2 separate regions of the Mus musculus genome follow, and region 2 is linked to region 1. A link is a contact called in public Hi-C data. All regions are on one chromosome and are shown on one strand. The core of a region is the stretch at or near the end of the contact, and the rest is flanking DNA. Distances in the headings are between cores, read along the strand shown. Region 1 holds the start of Echdc3 (enoyl Coenzyme A hydratase domain containing 3). Region 2 overlaps A230108P19Rik (RIKEN cDNA A230108P19 gene).

Evidence for each region. A called contact is a pair of places that touch in the nucleus more often than the background predicts.
Region 2: a Hi-C map of uterus shows a contact between it and region 1. The contact joins the enhancer-like site here to the promoter of Echdc3 in region 1. A contact is called at or near these places in 2 of 39 promoter capture datasets (hippocampal neurons and macrophages), 1 of 15 datasets of contacts at CTCF or cohesin (the G1E-ER4 cell line), 25 of 484 Hi-C or Micro-C datasets (B cells, the C10 cell line, the G1E-ER4 cell line and 15 more), 7 of 115 datasets of contacts at active chromatin or transcription factors (astrocytes, bone marrow-derived macrophages, embryonic stem cells and 4 more) and 2 of 9 other capture datasets (adipose tissue and liver).

The regions. Positions count from the first base shown.
Region 1 is chr2:6,211,050-6,214,574 of GRCm38.p6, reverse strand. It overlaps Echdc3 (enoyl Coenzyme A hydratase domain containing 3), which reads left to right and starts at 1,581. Exons shown (of 5, transcript NM_024208.4): 1 at 1,581-1,784. The coding sequence starts at 1,615. The region is part of intron 1 of A230108P19Rik (RIKEN cDNA A230108P19 gene); the gene reads right to left.
Region 2 is chr2:6,266,056-6,269,580 of GRCm38.p6, reverse strand. The region is part of intron 3 of A230108P19Rik (RIKEN cDNA A230108P19 gene); the gene reads right to left. Among named protein-coding and RNA genes, the nearest start is that of Gm13383, 4.8 kb to the right of the region's middle. Within about 2 kb of position 1,815, at least 164 of the 459 cell types and tissues checked have an H3K27ac peak or open chromatin away from gene starts, as enhancers often do. A contact at or near this core is called in B cells, the G1E-ER4 cell line, adipose tissue and 10 more, where this site is marked.

The DNA of each region.
Region 1 (3,525 bases), core at 332-2,831:
GTAACTCCTGCAGCTACCTGCTACTCAGTGGTCACATCACACCACCGAGGTCAGGGAGATCATTTCAAAACTCATAGGCCAGCTCTATCAAGGCAAGTCTAATTTATTATGCTTGCTTTGTAGCCTTCCATCCCTACGAGTCAAGCTTTAAAAACCCAGAGGTCAAGAATTGCAACCCTCTAACCAGCTGGATTCTTCTGGATTCTGGGTTTCTTCACAGAAACAAAGAATAATCTAGCTTTTTAGATAGAACAACAGTCAAGGAAATGGAGGGGTGAAGGGTAGTGGGAGAGTCTTCAATGATATTTTGAAATATCACCTTATACACTGTTTTGTCCTGTTATAAAGCTGAGGATGACAGCTTCGCAGTGGGCAGTGACGGTATATGCTTTTAATCCCGGCACTCACGAGGCAGAGGCAAGTGGATCTCTGTGGGTTTGAGGCTACCCAAGTTCCAGGACAGCCAAGACTACATAGAGAAACCCCGTTTCAAAACAAAAGGAAAAAACAAGCCCCTTGTGTGACTTTTTCTAGGATGACATCCACAGAGCAAAGAAACGATTCTACCCAAGGCTAGCTTAGGGAACCGGTAAGTCTACTGGGGTTACCTCTGTAGGTAGGGGTGAGGAGCTACTTGCAGGAGCACAAAAGACTCAAAGGCAGCTGCATGGATTAAAATCCCACAGCAGCACACATAAGACTCACAGAGGCTGCATCCCTGATGCCCCTTCAATGCCTTGCAGGTTGGTCATCTTATAGGACACCCTTGTAAATCTTTTTACTTTCTGAGATTTAATGAATGTATTGTATATACTGTATATCTTGTATATACTGTTATCCTTGCAGAACCCATTGGGAAAGAGTTCGGGCTCCTGGGATGGCACCTCCCTCTAGAAGCAACAAGATCTTAAGAGCTAAGATTATTTATTCTGTGTCTCCCACAAATACCCACATTTGCAAGAATTACCACACCGCAAGGATTTACTTAAAAGCCTTTCACTGTAGGATATGCCTCTCATCTAGCCACTGGGATCCTGAAACGGATTCCAGGCTTCCCCTGGGCGAATGTGGAAAGCCCAAGCTATAAATACCGGTCTCCCGCGTCTGCACGGGAAGATGCAAAACATTCAAAGTTATAGTAGGCTAAACACTCCTTGTGATCCAGGATCACCCACAAGGCATAGGAGAGTTTCCTGTGGGAGGCGTGGGCGCAGCAATGTGGTACATAGCTCCTGCCACTCATCACCGGATGACACTCATTTCACAACATCCGGCACATTCCTGGTGTCGCTACACAAAGAAACGAGCCAACCCAGTTCTCCCCTCCCTTAAACTCCTTCACAGCCTGACTAAATCAAACAAATCACTGGCTCTGGCAAATGAGTTTCATTCTGTGACCTACACCCAGGGCAGGGCCCCGAGCCCCTCCACCCCACCCGCCCCGCTCCACTAGTTTCGCAGCCCGGGTTTGGGGGCGTGGCTCCAGGAGAAGGACACCGGGGCAGGGCTTTGGGGGTGGGGCCCTGAAGGCGGGGCTCTGAGTGACCAGGTCTAAAAGGGAAAAACCCGAGGCCTAGGCTGCTTGCACAGTCAACCTTGCTTTTCTTGGCTGCAATGGCTGTGGTCGCAGGCCTTCGGGCCTTTGGGGTGAAGTGGCCCAGCTGGCTCAGGCGCAACCCATGGGCCCCTCTCTCCGCCGGCTTCTGCAGCCCAGGGTCAGCAGGACCTGCGGGGTCGGAGTCAGAGCCAAGGCTCACCAGCACGCGACAGCAGGACGGAATCAGGTCAGCCTGCAGGCAGTGCCAGGGCTCTCCCTGGAGTTGGGAGCCAGGACTCGGGATCAACAGGCCTTGCCGCCACTAATCCTGAGTTATTTGTCACTGTTCTTTTCGATTTCATCTCGAAAAGATGACATCTTTGGTGGAGGAATCCTTGCATACTGAGTTTACAGGTGTCCCTTCCCTGTGCACACTAATACGAGGCACATGTGAGGGTTGTAAGTGAAAACTTCCTGGTGGCCCCCTAACACGGCTACCGTGCCCAGTTGCCCAGTCGTTTCTGAACATTTCTGCTGGCATGAGCACACATCTATCGCAACAGCCGTTGCCATGACCTCCAAGAAAGCCTATCACAAAAGATCCATGCCCTTACAAACAAAATCAGCAGGCTCCAGGGTTAAGGGCATGCTGAAATGCAGGGTGGGGGAGGTCAATAAGTAAGGATACAGGGCACATGCCCTGATCTCTGCCCCCTTGTGCCACAAACCTAAAAGCCTTAAAGTTTTGTTTGAATCCGTGCACAACCTGGATGTAATGAAGACCCTTTTCAGGCCTGGGCAGCACAAGGCTGTGAAGAGCTACGTTTCCTTGTTTAAGAGCTACAGGTGGAGCTGTTTAAGTGATATGCCCCCTACTCCAGTAAATAGCTCTTCTTAACCCTAGAAGATCATGTTTCACTTTTTAATCCTCACCCAAACTTTTATGTGGTCCTCCAAAAGAATGGAGAGCCAACCTCTGGCCTTTGGCTCTCCCCACACCTCCCCTTCACCCTCAGACCTCTCTATTACTACAGCCTTTAAGGAGCTTAGCACACAGGTCTGCGGATACCCATCCAAGGTGCCCATATTCTGTCTGTCCCCTAACTCCCTACAGACAACCATGGGTGGCCACCACAGGGGCTAAGCATTGGTGGGGCTCAGTAACTAAAGAGCAATCCCATTTCCTGTGGACTCCTTGGCCATCAACAGAGATAGAAACACTCCCAAAGAGAGCCTTAGGGGGCTCTGAAATGTAGAGCCTTCCTTTCTGATTTTTTTTTTTTTTTTGAGACAGGGTTTCTCTGTGTAGCCCTGGCTGTCCTAGAACTCTCTCTATAGACCAGGCTAGCCTTGAACTCAGAAATCTGCCTGCTCCTGCCTCTGAAGTGCTGGGGTTAAAGGCGTGCGCCACCATTGCCCGGCCCTTTATGATTTTTAAAGAGAAGCTTCTAATACTAATACTATAGTCATAAGCTGGGTGTGGTAGCACAGGCTTGTAATCACACCACTCGGAAGGCTGAAGCAGGACAAACCTGAGTTCAAAGCCCTCCAGGACTACATAGCAAGTTCGAGACTAGCCTGGGCTGCATCCCCTCCCCCACCAAATAAAGTCTGCTCATATCTGCTCAGAAATTCTGGCAAGAGATGGAAGACTGAGTCCTTCAGAAGTAAACATGAATCGGGAATCAGAAGAGAAGGGTGATGAGACCAGTTGATTATAGATGATAGGAATCATGTATTAATATTCTACCTGAGCCAAGCATTAGAACAGTACTATGGTAAGCAGGGGGACTTGTGTGACTCGGTCACTTCAAGTCTCCCGTTTCAAACTGTGCCTCAGAGCAATAATGCCGTCCTACCGTGAAGACCAGCTATGAAATGAGAGCTGTGTCAGGCACTTGCACTCATTGTCCCTGAGTCACACAATGGCCTGCAAGATGTCTGTCACCCCTCTTTACAGATGAGAGTTAAGTTCAGAGATGACTGTC
Region 2 (3,525 bases), core at 566-3,065, 55 kb before region 1:
CAGTCACTAACGATCCTCAGTAGCTCCAGTTTCTGGGGACCAGAAGCCTTCTCTGTGTGTTGTATTAATTATTTAACACTACTCCAATCTGGCGGCTCAGATTGCTCACCACCCGCCAAAATGCTCAGGATGCTAGGATGAAAGACAGACACACAGCAGCCTTCTCCTAATATGCCTTAAACTTCACGATGGCTGGACCACTCCCAAACTTTCACATTGCTAACTCCTCCCCTCCAATACTCCTGAGTTATTACTAAAATCTAAATTCCATCTTTGCTACCCGAGACCCAAATGGGCGGTTGGGGAGGGGGGCTGTGCTCTTACCTCTCCACCGCTCAAGCTTGAGCTCTCTGCTTCCCGCACATGACGATTCTAAAGCCTTCCTCTTCTCTTGATTCTCTCGCTTGGGAGACTTAAGTCCCACCTCTGTCTCTCTGCCCAGCCATTTGCTGGCAACTTTATTTACCAATTAGACCCAACTAGGGGCAGGGCCCTGCGGCGTCTTACACGTAGATGTGTGAATTCCCGTGTACTTAGGGGACCCAGTTAACATAACGTAAGCAATAAACCAAATCTGCAACATCTGTGGCCTCTGTGGATACCAGACATGCACGTAGTACACAGACATCCATGCAGGCAAGACACTGATAGACATAAAATGAAAATAAATACATCTTTAAAATCTTTAAAAAGAATAATGATAAAGTTCTGACAAATCTCAAAAACAGTCTAGTAAGGGGGAGCAACATGAGGATTTGTGTGGAAGACGACACGGATGGTTTGTGGGGAGGCTGCTAAGACACATTCATTGGGAGCTGCAGGATGCCCAGGAAAGTGTTGCTGTTGGTGTGACATGTGGCTGGATGAGAATAAATGTGACCATGCAGACACACCCGACAAAACCTACACAGATTCAGAGCTGCTGCCGTACAACCACGGAGTTACCTGGAGAGGATGGTAGCAACTTGGCGGCTGCCAGAATTGTCTCACTCCTATCTGCAAAAACTCACAGGGTAAGAATTCATAAACAGTGGGACTGTATTTCTCACAGCATGTTTCTCTCAAGCTGGGGAGTTCAAGATGATGATGCCAGGGACTATGGTGTCTGGTAAGAACCATGGTCTTGGCTTTCAAAGGTAGTACTTTCAACTCTGTATCTTTCAAAGGTGACAAAGCCCAGGTCCTCATCGTTGGGGAGATGGAAAAAGACATGAGTCCTTTTATAAAAGGCCCTCATGTCCTCTCAGGAGGTCCCTAAAGTAACCCACCAGGAACCCGCTCTCATGCTCTCATGACTGAATCCCTTAGAGGCCCATCTCTTAATAATACAGTAGGAATTAATATTTTTCTACACCCATAGAATTACTTTCACGATGAGGATACATTCATGTCTCTCTTGTGCAATGAAAACTAATCTGAGGAGAGTGGAAAAGATAGGAACATGACATCTGTCTTCCTTAGCCGGATATGTGCTACAGATGGGACTGGCTGGGGAGCTACATGCTGGGAAGGTATGACTTCTCCCCCGAGAAACTGGATGAAAGTGCTGTCCCTCCTGGTCTCCACTTCTGAAATGGGCTCCTGTCTCTTGGGTCGCATCTCTGTTACCTGGGAGGTCCAGCTCTGTTCCAAACAGGCATGACATTTCAGCCCTATACCCACAGCCTCTGAATGAAGAGTGCACAAGCCGACGCTGGAATCACTGGACTACTGCGTATGTAAATGCCTTTGAAAAGTGACACACTTCCCTAAGTGAACAGAGTCTCACTGGCATATGATCATCCACACTACAGCAGTGACTCAACGTCAGGTCTGTGTTGGCCTCTGTCCAGTGTGGAGGTGGGGTTTGCTATGCAGCAGACACAGGCCAGTTCATTTCTACACAGCTTAACTTCCCTGTGCCGTTGGCATCTGTGGTTTTAGAACAGATTACTGAACTGGCGTTTTAACGAGTCCCCTGTGAGAGACTCTGTGAGTGACAAGGGCGGTGAGACTCTACCATCACCCTGGACCTGAGAAGTGACAGACATCGAAGGTAAAGCCAGGTCAGACTGGAAAACAAATAAACCAAAAACAAAGCACGCGTCTGGGGACAGGAAGAAAGGTGGGAATCCAAGAAGATTGGGTATCAGCAGGGTACTGCTTCCCCGGGAGATTTTTCTTCATGCTGCATCTTCTGCCTTTTTGTTTTTCCAGCTGAGAGGTTAACAGGAGGAAGCCTAGACAAGCCCTACATCTGCAGAGAATGTTCGGCATCGAATATTAACCACATTTCAAGCTTCTATTTCCTTTGGAGAGAGATAAAACATTTTCTTTTCATATCAATCCAACTAATGTGCATGTAAAAAATAATTTGCTGGCGGTGATTATAGTCACAGATGCTCTGAGTCAGGCAGCACCTTCCTTTCGTCATTAATTTAATGAATGGTGACTTCTACAGAGGGTCATGTGGGATTACGGTCTTGGCTCTCTGAAATTATCATAAGAAAATGTGATCAAATACTTAATCCCAAATCTCACTGTAACAATCAGAAGTGTGTGTGGTGCTTGTGTGTGTTTGTGTGTTTGCGTGGGTACGTATATGTGTGTTTAAATGTGTGTGTGTATGTGTGTGGTGTTTGTGTGTGTGTATTTGAATGTATATACGTATGTATGGTGCTTGTGTGTGTTTATATGCCTGTGTGTATGTATGTGTGTTTGTGTTTAAATATGTGTGTATGTATGTGAGGTATTTGTGTGTATGTGTGTGTTTGTATATGTATGCATATTTGTGTGTGTTTGTGTGTGTTATCTATTACAATCAATCACTGAGATTCTTAGAAGCAAAACAACCCCAAGTAAAATTCTCTTGTTTCTGTTGCTGATTCTTCTAGGTCACACACAGAGATAACAACACACTCTCGCATATAAATCTGTTTGGAGCTTTTCCTAATGGAAGTGTTGGAGAAACGTCTGTTGATTCTTTCAAGATCTCTTTGAGGTATTCCCTTACTGACACCTGTTCAGACCTCACTAGCCAACCAAGGTTCACAACCCAGCAGCCTCCACTGTGCAGTGAGGTTTGGTTAGAACAGGAGACTCTGCCACAACAAAACTTCCATCACAGCATCCCCAGCTGTGACTTACCACAACAAGCTAAGACTCCTCTGTCTGGCTTTCCTGGATTGCAGGATCCAGCGCCTCCAGCTTGTCTCATCTTTGTTCTCCCTGACCTGGGTGCTGGCCTTGACCCCAATATTTTGTTTCCTCCTTAGAGTCTCTAACTATGGGCATCCCAGGAAGAACACTCCTCTTTGTGGCCTTCACGTCTCTGCCTTGACCAATTCAGGTCCCATCAAAAGTCTCGCTTTCATCCACCATCCCTGTCTTCAGCCACTGAAGTCAGAAACACACCCATCCAAACCCCTGTTCTCAGAAGCAGCGGACTAGCTGGAGATTGGGGGGAGGGAAATGACAAAAGACACCCCCACCCCCACCCCTTAGCAACTGAGGTCAACTACTTAAGAGCCAGAAAACACAGGAAAC